Regions from separate parts of the Mus musculus genome. Here all the other regions are linked to region 1. A link is a contact called in public promoter capture Hi-C data. All regions are on one chromosome and are shown on one strand. The core of a region is the stretch at or near the end of the contact, and the rest is flanking DNA. Distances in the headings are between cores, read along the strand shown.

Region 1 (4,531 bases), core at 1,296-3,795:
CTTACCTAGCATGTGTTTGCCTGCACATACACAGGCACACCACATGCATGCCTCTTAAGTTGGAGGAGTGTATTAGATCCCTGCCAACCCTTTGAAACTGCAACGTCCACCGATGTGTTGAGTTGCATCATAGCTGACCTGGGATGTACCTGCTATCAGTGACCCGTCAGGTTCACCCTGCATGCTCTTCTTCACAAACACCCTCAGGTGTATACACAGTCTCAGAACTCTCCATGCTCAGACCCGTACTCCACACATCTCAGGATCACAGCTGACAGCTGCCCTCTGCTGAGATCTTTAAGGAGCCCAGAAAGTGCCTTTTCATTGGAAGGAATCATAGGCCAGCAGAGGCTGTCATGCCCAAGACCACCCCCAAAGTGGCTGGTGGGCCAGGCTCAGAGTTAATTGACAGATCATACAGAGAGATACTGCACATTTTGCATGCAGCAGAATAGCCATTATTTGCATATCACTCTCAGACCACGGGTTGTGATAAAGAAGAATTAAACACTTGTCAAGATGAATTTAAAATGACAGCAATTCAGGACACCAATTTGACCTCTCTGGAGTCCAGAACATGCCAATAAGGGGTGGTTGATAATTCAAGGCCTGCAGGAGGGCATTCCAGGACTTTAGGCCGCAAGGAGGCCCCTTCTTCAGTACTACCTTCCCTGTTGTCTGTAGAGGCCTCACTCTGGCCCTTCCTCAATGAGTCCTTTTGTGGCAATGGCAGACTGGGGTCTCTGCTCTGCTCACAGAATTGCAGGCTATCTTCTCAGGCTCATATTAATGTAGATCTGCCCATGGACAGACATCTGATTACTAGAGGCCTAAAGGTTTTCTGTTTTGTTATTTATTTATCTATTTATTTACTTATTTGTGTGTGTGGGGGTTCAAGACATTGTTTCTCTGTGTGTAGCCCTAGTTGTCCTGGAACTAGCTCTATAGACCAGGCTGGCCTCATATTCACAATGATCCTCTGCCTCTGCCTCCTGAGTGCTGGGATTAAAGGTGTATGCCACCTCTGCTTGGCTTTTTGTTTTGTTTTGGTTGTGTTGTTTTAGACAGGGTCTCACTACGTAGTCTTGGCTGCCCTAAAACTCTATATGTAGATCAGGATGGCCTTGAACTCACAGAGATCCACCCGCCTCTGCTTCCCAAGTGCTGGGATTAATGATGTGTGCCATTATCCTGGACTCCTCTGAAAGTTTTTTAAATTAGATTTAAATTAGAGAATTGCAGAACATTTTATCTATTTACTCTGTGTGAGTGTGTGTGTGTGTGTGTGTGTGTGTGTGTGTGTGTGTGTGTCTATGTGTGTATGTTTGTACATGTGCCATGGTGCAAGTGTGGCTCGCTGTCAGAGAATAATTTCCTATGGGTGTCATTTTCTTTTTCAACCATGTAGGTTCCAGGGATGCTGGTGAGTCAGGCTTGGCTGCAGGTTCCTTTCCCTGCTGAACCAAGCCTTCTTTACTTACCTGCATGAAAGCATGGTGCCAAATACTTGTACTCCTCGAACTTGGAAGGTGGAGACAGGAGGATTAAACAATCCAAGATCACCCACTACTACAAAGTGGATTCAAGGCCACCCTGGGCTAGGAGAGGTGAGAAGCCATTACACTCTTGCCTCCAAATGCTGCCAGAGACAGACACTGCTACCAGGGTTAAGTGGGTGCTCTGTAATTTTGATGGACTCCCCCATCAAGTTGGACCCCAACATATGTCTGCATACAGTAGTAAAAAGACAAGACTCAACATCAACTTGGACAGCACATATATGTCTCTCTGAAGAGCTGTCTTCCCATATGTGAGACATCAGATACGATAGCAAAGAGAAGTTGCTGGCGACTGTACCTTCCAGTGTGCTGACCCAGCTACAGGTCATTTACCTGGACCCTTGCTCTTAAAGATCCGCAAAGTTGAGGGAATATAGTGTTGTCTTCAGGTTTCAGACCAACTCAGTGAGAATGACTGGGCTGGACAGCAGGCAGAACTGGGAGGGATCTCGGGTTTCTATGGGGCTCTTATGTTAGGGGTGCTCTTCTCACCTACGGGAGTGCCCTAACTTAGCCTTGAGAAGCCAGTCTTGAAGCTACACAACTCATCCCTTGAATAGGACAAGGAACCTAGAGGATACCGAATGTCTAACAACTTTGAGCAGTTTTAAGGGAATTGTCTTTAAAAACACAGAGTTGGGTATAGTGGAAGAGACACCGCTGAGAAAGTGGGGGGACGCAAACACCTCAGTTTTGCGTGTTTTTCCGCAGCTGGGACCCTCTCTCACAGTCTTCACGTTCCCAGATCCTCAAGTCCGGACGGACCACGAGGAGCGGATACCTTACTGCAGTCCGGGTCGGCGCGGCAGCTCCCGCTGCAGTTCAAAGCGCAGGGGGCGCGTCCGCTGCGCAGCCGGGAATGTCCGGCCGCTTAAAGCGCTCGCCGGCTCTTTTGTTCCCCAGACCCGGCCTCCAGGGAGAGGGGGCTGGGGGAGGGGAGGAGAGGGGGGCGGCGGGCAGAGGAGGAGGGCGGTGCGGGCGCGGGCGGAGTGCGGAGCGCGCACCCCGGGCGCGGCTGACAGATCGCCGCGGTGGGTGCAAGATGGCGCAAGCGGCGCTCTCCGTGATACCCGATCCCCGCTAAGGCCGGCATGCGGCCCCAGCCTCCCGCCGCCCGGGCTCGGCCCCGGCCCGAGCCCCGGCCCCGGCTCCGGCGCCGGCCCCGCGGGACGCTGTGAGCCCGTGAGACCCCAACCACCCCCCTGAGTAGCGCCGTGCGTCGCCGAGCCCAGCGGACCGAGAGACCGATGGCTGAGCCGCGCACCGCGTCCCCGCGCCGCCTGCCCGCGCTGCGCCGGCCCGGGTTTCTGCCGCCGTTGCTGCCGCCGCCGCCGCCGCCGCTGCTGTTGCTGCTGCTGCTGTTGCCGCTGCCTGCGCCAAGCCTGGGTGAGCCTCAGGACCCAGGCGAGAGGGGCGGACCCCGGGACACTGCGGGAACCTGCGCTAGGAGCGCGTGCTGGAGGGACCTGGCGGGACAGCGCGCTGCGGGCACGGGGAAACCCACTCCGGCAGGGCTGCCGGTAGTTTGAAGGACTGCAGGGGTTCGGCGGGAGAACCCCGGGAGAGGGCCGGGGCTCGGTTTTCTACGCCTTCGGGGCTCAGGATAGGTTCAGGGCAGGATGCCGATTCTGGGCAGAGGAACTGGGAGCGGAGCAAAGCGGGAGTTGGGAAGGCAAGCTGGCAGTGCGGAGTGGAGGAAACAAGCCCGAGGAGAAAGAGCGGAGGAGTCCCAACAGAGGAAGGCGAGCCCGGGTGCACAGAGCTCGGCTGGGGACCCTGAGTAGCCCGAGGCGAACGAAGCCGGAAGCGACAGATCGGGGTCGGGGTCCGGGACTCTACTGCACTGGGCTGAGAAGGCATCCCCCAGGGTTTAGAGCTGGGACTGGGTTCGGGGGTATCCGACGAACAGGAAGGAAAGATTCCTGGTGGACTGAGTGGGCGATCCTGCCAAGGGCTGGGAGAGCTGGAGGAAAGGGTCGCCCAGGGCAAGCGCCTACCAGCGGTGCTGCCCAGGGCCCCGCCCTTCCCCGAGGGAGCTCTCTAGGAGTCCCTGCCCTGGGTTCTCCCGGCTACCCGTCGCTTCCTCCCGGGCTGTAAAAGATTCATCTCAGCAAAGAAGGATGTGGATCTAAGCCCTCCGCTGTCTCAAGTCCTTCGCAGACACACATTTGGATTATTCTTTCCTTCCCTTCCTTCCTAAAAAGCAAAATATTGCATCTGCACCCGAGAGAAACTTTATCCCCGATAGCTATAGCGGGGTTGGATTGGGGGAAGAGGCGGCTCAGACTTAGGATATGTGAAGGATGTAAAGGATTTGAACGACTGTGATCCTCAAGTGTCTTAAACTGTCCTTATGCTACAGAGAAGGCAATGCCTAGACCCTCCACCCCACTAGGTCTCACCCAGCAGGGAGGGGCTTGAGTCTGCGAGGGAGGAGCCGGGTCCAGGGTCACTAGTTCCCTGGAAATGTGTGGTGGGGGCTCGGTGCCCGCCCCTTTAGACCAAGAGGGCTTGTTTCTCTTGGAGTGAAGGCATAACTGATCTGGTAAAGTACTTGCTGGAGAGACTTGCTGTCACCTCTGGGATATGAGAGCCTATTCCTTCTGCCTGGACCCTGATTCACTCATCCCTCCCACACTCACCTCCCGCTCTTTTTTATCCTGAGGTTACCCAGGAGTGAAGATTCTAGGTACACAAGTGTTTTCTGCTAAATCTGGGAAATGTAAATTGATGTTTACCATTCCCCAACTCTCCTTATAACAAAGGCCAAAGAAACAACACCCAGAGCATGGGATAAGGAGGACAGGCCATACACAGCCCGTACCCTGAATACAGGGTCTCCCTACCAGGCACTGGACCAAGTCTCTGAGGTTTTTACCAGCAAATAGAAACCTGATTTATTTCTATTTCATTCTGCTTTTTAGGGTTTTTTTGGAGACAGGGTTTCTTTGTGTAGCACTGGCTGCCCTGGA
Region 2 (4,731 bases), core at 1,345-3,844, 760 kb before region 1:
ATATATATATATATATATATATATATATATATAATGATAGAACATACTTCTATGTATCGCTCAGTTGGTAGAGTGCATGCCTCACATGCATGAAGTCCTGGGTTTGATTCCCAGCACTGTGTAAAACCTGGCATAGTGCCATACACCTGGAATCCTAGCACTTGGGAGGTGGAGGCGAAAGATCAGAAGTTCAAGGTCATCCTTAGTTAAGTTCAAGGGCAGCCTGGCACGGCTCATCACCAGCACATTCAGCTGAGTGTAAGCTTTTGGGTGGCGACTGGACTTTGTTTGAGATTCTACCCTTTGGTGAGTAGCATAGTCTTAGATGTTACAGCTTCCCAAATAAACTTGGAGAAGTTGGGCCAGGCCAAGCACTATTGTGCCTCCTGCAAGCAGGCTCTCCTGGCAAGTGAATGATGGATTGTAGGTTCCGGCCGACCCCAAGCTGACTCCTAGAGATGTTTGCTAAAAGTGCTTCTGGCTCTGTTGTGACATGTGTTCTTGGAGGCCTGCCATCTGGGCAGGGAAAGCCCAGCTTTATAGATCCGTGCAGCTTTTTAGAGTATGGCAGAAAACCAGGCACCCACCCCCCTGTCCCTCAGCAGTCCTTAGACACATGATCCCTGCCTGGCAGTATGTGAGTGCAGCCAAGGAACGAGCCGGGCAGGACAGCCTGCTTTGTGCTGCTCTAGAGCACAATGGGTATCCAGAAAGACCCACCCAGCTCCACGAATCCACCAGCCCACTTAGACATTTCTACCACACAGAAAGTCAGAGTGAGAGGCACGGTAAATAAAGGTGGAGCTCAGAATCCAAGAGCCACTGTGCAGAGGAAGCTGTGTAAGCCTAGACTAATTTTAATTAAGCTAATATTAACCGCAGACAGTGGCCAAGTGCCACCAGTCACTGTTCCAGGAAATGGGCTTTGGTTTAATCCTCAGAAGGCTTGTGGTAATGTTAGCATTCCCATTTTACAAACAGGGAAACTGAAGCTAGAGGGACTCAGTGATCTTTCTAATGTCACAGTGAGTGGAGCTGGCTTCCCAGTGTGAGACTCACACCCCCTAGGGCTATGAAGTTGGGAACTTTTTCCAATGTCAGATTTGGTCTCCTCACTGCCAGATGGGGAACTTCATATATCACTAGATGGTTGGTCCTGCAAAGGAGGGGCTAGAGCACTAGAGAAGGCAGGAAGCTCCTGGGGTGCAGAATTTAAGGAGGGACTCACTCTGGCGGGTGAGTGACCCGGGTGTTTGCTAAGTGCTTCACCCGGTTTCAAGCTCTACTTTTATGTTGTGAACAAGAGGCTCTGCCATCTGTTGTCCGTTTAGTTTGACATTCCAAGGTAAGGAACTGCTGGGGAGGTTGGTTTGGAGTTTTGGGACCTGAAACCCCAATGCAGAAAGATCTCATCTGCTCACACCATTCCTGCAGAAGCCTAGCACTTACTGGATGAACCTGGTCTGGTGCTTGCAGAGCAGGGCTGCCTGTTGTGGGCCAATGGGAAGAGGGCTTCTTCTTATTTCTCCAAACCCCACTGGGCTGAAATGGACAGATGACAGGGAGTACACTCCTGGGGAAAGAGCTGGATCCTCAGGCTGCACGGGAGCCTGGGTCGAGTGGCTTGTCCCAAAGCCACAGACAATCTGCCTGTTCTAGTGGCAAAATTCTCCCTCCGGGTGCAGGACACCTTTCCCAAGTGTGGGACCCCACCTCACTTCAAGGGAAGGAAACACCCCACCACCCCCACCTCTGGCAAACAGGGAAGCAGGAGTGAGCCCCTCATATCTTGGAAAGGAGTAGGGGTGACCAGCAGGTGTTCCCACCACCTGGCTAGGACCCACTTACAAGCACACGAGGTGTAGTCTAAAGTGTCACCTGACTGAAGACTTCCAGGTGGCTCTGGGTGCAGTGCCAGGCCTCTGACACCCTATCATTAACATGCACCCTCCTCTGCCCCCCCCCACCCCCCATCTCATCCCCTGTTCGAAGACCTTGAAGTCTACAAGAAGCCCCGCTGGTTTAAGTCCAGCCTTTGGAGTTGACCACAGCAGTCCAGCCTTTGGAGTTGACCACAGCATGGCAAGTTCTTACTCTGGGGCCTGGCTGTCTGCACTTTACCTGGTGCAGCTCAGCTTGTTCTGCACACTGAGTTCTTTGCTTTTCTAGCTTTCCCTGGGTATCTATCTGTACTCAGCTTGTTAAAAGCTCAGTTTGGGGCATATTCCTGGTCCCCTTCCATCCTGGGCTAGCTTCGCCAGCCAGAGCTTCTACAAAGAACAGGTGCAGAGGCCACGCTAATCGGTCGGTCAGAAGGAAAAAAAAAAGGGGGGGGGGAGGGAGAAGGGAGTCGCGAGGGGTTAAAAGGAAGAGATACAGAAAAGAGAGAGCGGGGGAAAAACGGTAAAAGAACGATAACGGGTGGATGCAGAGTAGGGAAGTGAGAAGAGAACAGAGGGAATTAAAGAAGGCAACCGGCAGAGAGAAAGCTAGGAAAAAGAGCGAGGGAATGCGCGCGATCGCAGGGTCTGAAAAGAGGTGGGAGGGAGAGGGAGAGCGGAGGGAGGAGGGAAGAGGGAGGGGCCGAGGGACGCAGGGGGGTGGGGGCTGCCGTGGCAGCAGTCGCAGCGGCTCCAGCCTCCTGCTTGCTCACTCGTTCTCAGTGCCCGGAGCCGGCTGCCCGGCTCGGGGCGGTTCGCAGCTCCCTCTCCTGCCTGGGGACCTGAAGCCGCTCCGGCTCCGGGGTATAGGACCGCGCGACTGGCTGGCCCAAGCCCGGGGCGCGCCACGGAAGCAGGTAGATGGTTGGGTGGGGTCCGCGGGGACCCGGAGCCTCGGAGCACTGTGGGTGCATTGGGTCGGGGTGTGGGTTCCAGTTCAGGGGAGGGGGCTTTGCAGCGTCGCGACTAACTTTCCACCAGCTCCGTGGGTCCTCCGTGGCCAGGTCCCGGCTCTAGAAGGCGAGTTTGGCGAGGGGCAGAAGGTGGATGGCTGGGCTTGCGGGAGCGCCCGGGGGTCTATGCGAGACGTAGAGAGCCTCGGCTGGGCCAGGCGCGCGTCCTCTGGCCGCAGTCAGGACGCAGCGGCCGCCGCGTCTCCACGTGCGGGGGAAGACCCGAGAGTCGCGGTGCGGGTGTCCGGAAGAAGGAACCTGCCAGCTCTGCGCGAATCTGGGGTCTCCCGGCCGAGAGCCATTCTAGATGTGCGGGACCTTCGCCCCGCACCGCGTCCTTCCGACCCGGGTCCCGACGCAGAGCTGCGGGGCCGCGCGCAGGTCCCCGCGGAGCCCAAGCCCAGCCGGTGCCACGCGCAACGTGGACTCACTCTCTTTTTTTCCTCCTGATCCTGTCTACCCACTTTCACTGAGGGAATCCCGGACGCCCTGCAGTCCTGCGGGTCGCCCCTGGCTACATACCTCCGACCCTCGGCGGAGACCCCAACACCCAAAGTTAAAAGAGAAGCGAGTCCCTCTTCCTGCGCTCGTGGGCGGCTGTCCCGAACTTCCTAACTTCTCTCCCAAACGCGGGCGGTAGTGTTGTAGCTGGGCACACAGTGGTCCTGGTGGCAGCCCTGCGCAGGCACCTTCCCCTAAGACTTGATTTAGTCTTTTAATTTTTAGGAGGAAAAAAAAAAGACTTGAAAAATAGGTAAAACCGTTCCTTCCCGGGACCAAGGTTGCGAGTGGGACGGAGTCACGATCGGTCTGTAGTCTGGGAGCTCTGGGTCTCCGCCTGGCGGGCCCCAGAGCCCTCGAACCCCAGATGCTTTTTCCTGGAACTGCCTCCCACGCTCCATCCCACTGTCGTCGCGTCTCAGAATCCGTCCCCGTGAGTGCCTGCTGCGAGGCCAGCCGGCCTCTTTCCGGGCTGGTGATGCTCTCGAGAAAAACCGGTCCAAGTGACTGGGATCAGATTCTCCCACGCCTGGTCCCTCCGGGAGCCTATACAGCAGGGCCTCCCGCAGGTTGGAGGATGCTTACCAGGAGGTTAGGGCTCCCCGCCTTCCCAGCTCTCTGTGGCAAGGATACTTGTGCCCAGCGCATCTGCGCCCATCACTGTCCTGGGGGAAACTGGGGTTAATGTCCTGACCAGGTGGTGGCGCGCGGCAGGCTGCCGGGACCGTCCCGAGCCTGCCCCGATAGTGTTTTGGCTCCGGGAGTCCAGTGGCTGGATTCGCCGACCCTCATCTCTTTCCAGCGTTCGGTCTTTGTTGGACTGCAAGCCGAAAAGATCTTTTGTGAGGCTTAGCGGAGGTTTAGAAGTAGCAAAAAAGCTGGAGTTCTTTGCAGAGAGGATCATCTACGGGCCATCGCCCCCTCCCTGAAGGTTGGGTTCAGTGTCCCAGAGCATTGACATTAACGCCCAGCCTAGGATGTGAAGCTTAACCTGTTTCTTTGGCGGCTTTTCCTGCGGTGTGCACCAAGCACCGGGCTCTTGCTGTTGCTCACACATTGTTTAAGCCCCTAGAAAATTGAAGCCTGTAACTGCAGTCCTTCCCTTTCCTCCCATTCTGCAGATCAGCCTACTGAAGCCCAAAGAAGTGAAGGGACTCCCTTAGAGCTGACTAAGGGAAGTCTTCCTGCCTAAGGGCTGGGCACCTTTCCTGATTTCCCCCGTTGATTTCCACTTTCTTAGTGTTAGGCCATTGAATGATGAAAAGGCTGGAGGGCCAGGAGGTTGGAAGGTTAGAGGCAGGACACCGTGGGTAACCAGCATCTCCCAAGAGGAGCCA
Region 3 (4,559 bases), core at 986-3,485, 910 kb before region 1:
AACATAATTCAGATAAGATTTAAATGCAATTTTCAGATTTCTTTTTTTTTTTTTGGTAAGTCAGACAGCGTCTCACTATGTAACCTTCACTAGCCTATAGTATGATACTTAGATCAGTCTGGCCTTGAAATTACAGAGACCAACCTGCCTCTGCTTCCCAAGGGCTGAACTTAAAAGCATGCACCACTACATCTAGCCCCATTTTTCAGTTTTCACCTAAATTCCATTTAGGATCAGACATGTTGAGACATGCTATGAGTCCCAACACTTAGGAGAAAGAGACAAGCCAATCAAAGCTTCATAGTAAATTCTGCCTCAATAAAGAAAGAAAGTCTTAGGCTGGAGAGATGGCTCAGTGGTTAAGAGTACCAACTGCTCTTCTGAAGTCCTGAGTTCAATTCCCAGCAACCACATGGTGGCTCACAACCATCTGTAACAAGATCTGATGCCCTCTTCTGGAGAGTCTGAAGACAGCTACAGTGTACTTATGTATAATAAATAAATAAATCTTTAAAAAGGAAGGAAGGGAGAGAGGGAGGGAGGGAGGAAGGGAGGGAGAGAGAGAGAGAGAGAGAGAGAGAGAGAGAAAGTCTATCTTGCAAACCAGTACCTGGTATACAAGATACATATCTAATATCAGTTCAATGAACATTAAGTATCTTAATCTTTAACAAACGAATTAGAACCACACTGTAATCTGGGGCGAGGTGTGATGATACATGCCTATAATCAATCCCAGCACTATGCTGGGATCCACTGTCATTTTGGTCATAATCTAATTCTATCTGGCCTACACAAATGCCATGTATGTGGACAGCAAATAACAGGCAGCTGCGAGCATTTGAGGCACACAAACCTCTGTCATCTGAACTGTTTGGAAGACAGATGGTTAGCAGCTGCAAGTTCAATTACAAAGTGCCTGGAAGGAAGGCAAAGAAGGAAGCAAAGGGATCCAAGGGCCGCTTCATATATTAAGCGTGGAATTCCTTTCCAACAAACATCTTTTATTTCCTTGGGGGAAGCCAACTCGGATATACCCTTTGAACTTGAGAGAAAAGCTTCAGAAGAAAGAATCTAGCAACAGAGAGACGGAGTGAAGCTGGAGGCACAGAAAAAAAAAAATCACTACTTCTAAATTCTACGGTTTGTGTTTTAAGGAAAGACAGAGGGCACGGGAGACTCCACTGTGCAGCCAGGCTAAGAGCCTGGATCAACTGTGTTCTTTGGTTGAATGAGTTGCCTCTTTTCTCATCCTTCATTTTGTCCTTTGCAAAGCAAAAGGGCAAGAATTAACTAAAGGACAAGATGGTTGACTTCTAGACCAGTACTCACAGACATTATACAATGACAGAAATAGTCTACATGTATGCTGCCCAAAACAGTTGCCACAGTGGCCAATAAGGCTTTTAAAGGTAACTAGTATGGCTGAGAAACTGGTATTTAAACTGTACTGAATTTTAGTTAATTTAGATATAAATAGCTATATGTGGGTAATGTCTAGTTTAGAAAAGTACAACACTACAAAATCCTCCTGCATTTTACACAGTGGGGTGGGGAATGATGTTAGCCGAGGCCTGACCTAGGCTCTAACCTAGATCCACAGCTTACCAGTTATACAACCCTATGAAACTACTAAGCTTCCCTGAGCTTCACATCGCCAACTGGTACAATGGACTCTGGTAACCGTTCTTGTAGAATATCCGTGACTACAGAGACCAGAAAGCCCTCAGTGAATGCCAGCTGTTTCTCCAGTTCCTCTTTAGTCTTTGGACTCCATCCTACTAGTCTTCTTGCACACATCCATTTTTATTACCTTGAAGACTAAAGCAAGCCTTAGTCCCCATGGGCAGCCCTGTCTATCAGGAAAGCAACTTGCCCAGGAGTTGTCTCAGGTCCCCAGCAGTGGGCAAGCCTCTGGTGATGGAAGGGTCGGTGCCTCCGGAACCACTGATTTCCGCTCACCCTCCATCCCCTCTGCCTCACATGATCACCAGCAATTTACACTCCTCCTGTGACTGGAGAGCAAGCTGAAACATAACTCACCAAAACACCTGTCACTTGTTTCTGGTACTTTTCCAACTCTTTCCCCTTATCTTTCCCTGCTAAAGATGGTAAGGCTTTTTAATATGAAAATGGCTTAGATTTTTTTTTTTAATTACCACACTCAGAAATAGGGATGCAACAAATTCCATTTATGGTTAACCCAGGAGTTATTTAGTTACCAATATTAAACAAGGCAAGGTCAGAGCTGGAGAGAGGCCGACGGAGCAGTCATGGAGGGTCAACGCTGGCTGCCACTGGAGGCCAACCCTGAGGTCACCAACCAGTTTCTCAAGCAATTAGGCCTGCATCCTAACTGGCAGTTTGTTGATGTGTACGGGATGGAGTCTGAACTTCTTAGCATCATACCAAGACCAGTGTGCGCAGTGTTACTCCTCTTCCCTATCACAGAAAAGTATGAAGTCTTCAGAACAGAAGAGGAAGAAAAGATAAAATCTCAAGGACAAGATGTGACATCATCAGTATATTTTATGAAACAAACCATCAGCAATGCCTGTGGAACGATTGGAACGATTGGACTAATCCATGCCATTGCAAACAACAAAGACAAGGTGCACTTTGAATCAGGGTCAACATTGAAAAAGTTCCTGGAGGAGTCTGTATCAATGAGCCCTGAAGAGAGAGCCAAATACCTGGAGAACTATGACGCTATTCGAGTTACTCATGAAACCAGTGCACATGAAGGTCAGACTGAGGCACCAAGTATAGATGAAAAAGTAGATCTTCATTTTATTGCGTTAGTACATGTAGATGGGCATCTCTATGAATTAGATGGATGGAAACCATTTCCAATTAACCATGGGAAAACTAGCGATGAGACGTTGTTAGAGGATGTCATAAAAGTTTGCAAGAAGTTCATGGAACGTGACCCTGATGAGTTAAGATTTAATGCAATTGCTCTCTCGGCAGCATAGCATCTTGACAGAAACACCAAATACTGTATTATTTGCAACAAAAGTTAAATTTCTGATGCCATAACTAACTCAAAATTTTTAATATTTTCATTAACTTGACTAATTAAACTTTATGTGGAAACAAACAAACAAACAAACAAGGCAAAAGAAACTGTTGTAGAAGGAATGTTCTAGTACAAGAATAGCCCAGCAGTGGTGGTGTATACCTTTAATCCCAGTACTCAGGAGACAGAGGCAGGTGGCTCTCCAAGTTCTAGACTAGCCTGGTCTACAAAGCAAGTTCCAGGACAGCCAGCGCTGCATAGAGAAATCCTATCTCGAAAAACAAAAAATAAACAACAACAACAAACAAACAAAAAAGAATAATAATCTGCCAAAGTCTCTATGTTAATATACTATGATACGAAGCCCGGTCTTTCCTGAAACGTAGGCCTCGCCGTCCTTGGGGAAAGCAGCTTTCCTTGCCTTCAATGACTACATTTTTTAGTTTTACTTTTGTTACATTTATGTGTCTGTGGGTACACATGTGCCACTGAGCAAGAGTCAGGTCTCACCTTCCACCATGTGGCTCCCAGGGGCATCAGCAGGCAGGTGGCTTGAATTGCTAAGGCATCTTGGCAGCCCTCAGTGACCATGGTTTATCAGTAGACACAAATGAGTGATATACAGCACATTTTTGCAATCCTAGTTGTCTTAGTCGGGGTTTCTATTCCTGCACAAACATCATGACCAAGAAACAAGTTGGTGAGGAAAGGGTTTATTCGGCTTACACTTCCATACTGCTGTTCATCACCAAGGAAGCCAGGACTGGAACTCAAGCAGGTCAGGAAGCAGGAGCTGATGCAGAGGCCATGGAGGGATGTTCTTTACTGGCTTGCCTCACCTGGCTTGCTCAGCCTGCTTTCTTATAGAACCAAGACTACCAGCCCTGAGATGGTCCCACCCACAAGGGGCCTTTCCCCCTTGATCACTAATTGAGAAAATGCCTTACAGTTGGATCTCATGGAGGCATTTCCTCAACTGAAGCTCCTTTCTCTGTGATAACTCCAGCTGTGTCAAGTTGACACAAAACTAGCCAGTACAATTGACCCCTTGTCAACTTGACACACAAAAACATCACTAGTAAGCCTCAACCCTTACAATCTTATTCATCCCCATTCTAAATAACTTTAAAAGTCCCACAGTCTTTACATATGCTTAAAATTTCAATCTCTTTAAAATATCCATCTCTTTTAAAATCCAAAGTCTTTTTACAATTAAAAGTCTCTTAACTGTGGGCTCCACTAAAACAGTTTCTTTCTTCAAGAGGGAAAATATCAGGGCACAGTCACAATCAAAAGCAAAAGTCAATCTCCAACTGTCCAATGTCTGGGATCCAACTCACGATCTTCTGGGCTCCTCCAAGGGCTTGGGTCACTTCTCCAGCCAGGCCCTTTGTAGCACACGAGTCATCCTCTAGGCTCCAGATGCCTGTACTCCACTGCTGCTGCTGCTCTTGGTGGTCATCTCATGGTACTGGCATCTCCAAAACACTGCATGACCCCTTCAGTCCTGGGCCATCAATTGCAACTGAGGCTGCACTTT

The links. Promoter capture Hi-C pulls out the DNA fragments that hold promoters and counts their contacts. Capture Hi-C pulls out chosen DNA fragments and counts their contacts.
Region 2: a contact with region 1 is called in a promoter capture Hi-C map of liver, with 2.8 times the contacts expected there. The contact joins the promoter of Megf11 here to the promoter of Igdcc3 in region 1. A contact is called at or near these places in 4 of 39 promoter capture datasets (3T3-L1-derived adipocytes, the HPC-7 cell line and hematopoietic stem and progenitor cells), 1 of 484 Hi-C or Micro-C datasets (embryonic stem cells), 1 of 115 datasets of contacts at active chromatin or transcription factors (embryonic stem cells) and 2 of 9 other capture datasets (embryonic stem cells and liver).
Region 3: a contact with region 1 is called in a promoter capture Hi-C map of cranial neural crest. The contact joins the promoter of Uchl4 here to the promoter of Igdcc3 in region 1. A contact is called at or near these places in 2 of 39 promoter capture datasets (cranial neural crest and pre-B cells) and 1 of 115 datasets of contacts at active chromatin or transcription factors (embryonic forebrain).

Annotation. Positions count from the first base shown.
Region 1 is chr9:65,138,609-65,143,139 of GRCm38.p6, forward strand. Igdcc3 (immunoglobulin superfamily, DCC subclass, member 3) reads left to right here and starts at 2,546. Exons shown (of 14, transcript NM_001357257.1): 1 at 2,546-2,945. The coding sequence starts at 2,807.
Region 2 is chr9:64,383,032-64,387,762 of GRCm38.p6, forward strand. Megf11 (multiple EGF-like-domains 11) reads left to right here and starts at 2,595. Exons shown (of 25, transcript NM_001134399.1): 1 at 2,595-2,797.
Region 3 is chr9:64,232,966-64,237,524 of GRCm38.p6, forward strand. Uchl4 (ubiquitin carboxyl-terminal esterase L4) reads left to right here and starts at 2,236. Exons shown (of 1, transcript NM_033607.1): 1 at 2,236-3,397. The coding sequence starts at 2,274. The coding sequence ends at 2,975. The region is part of intron 1 of Map2k1 (mitogen-activated protein kinase kinase 1); the gene reads right to left.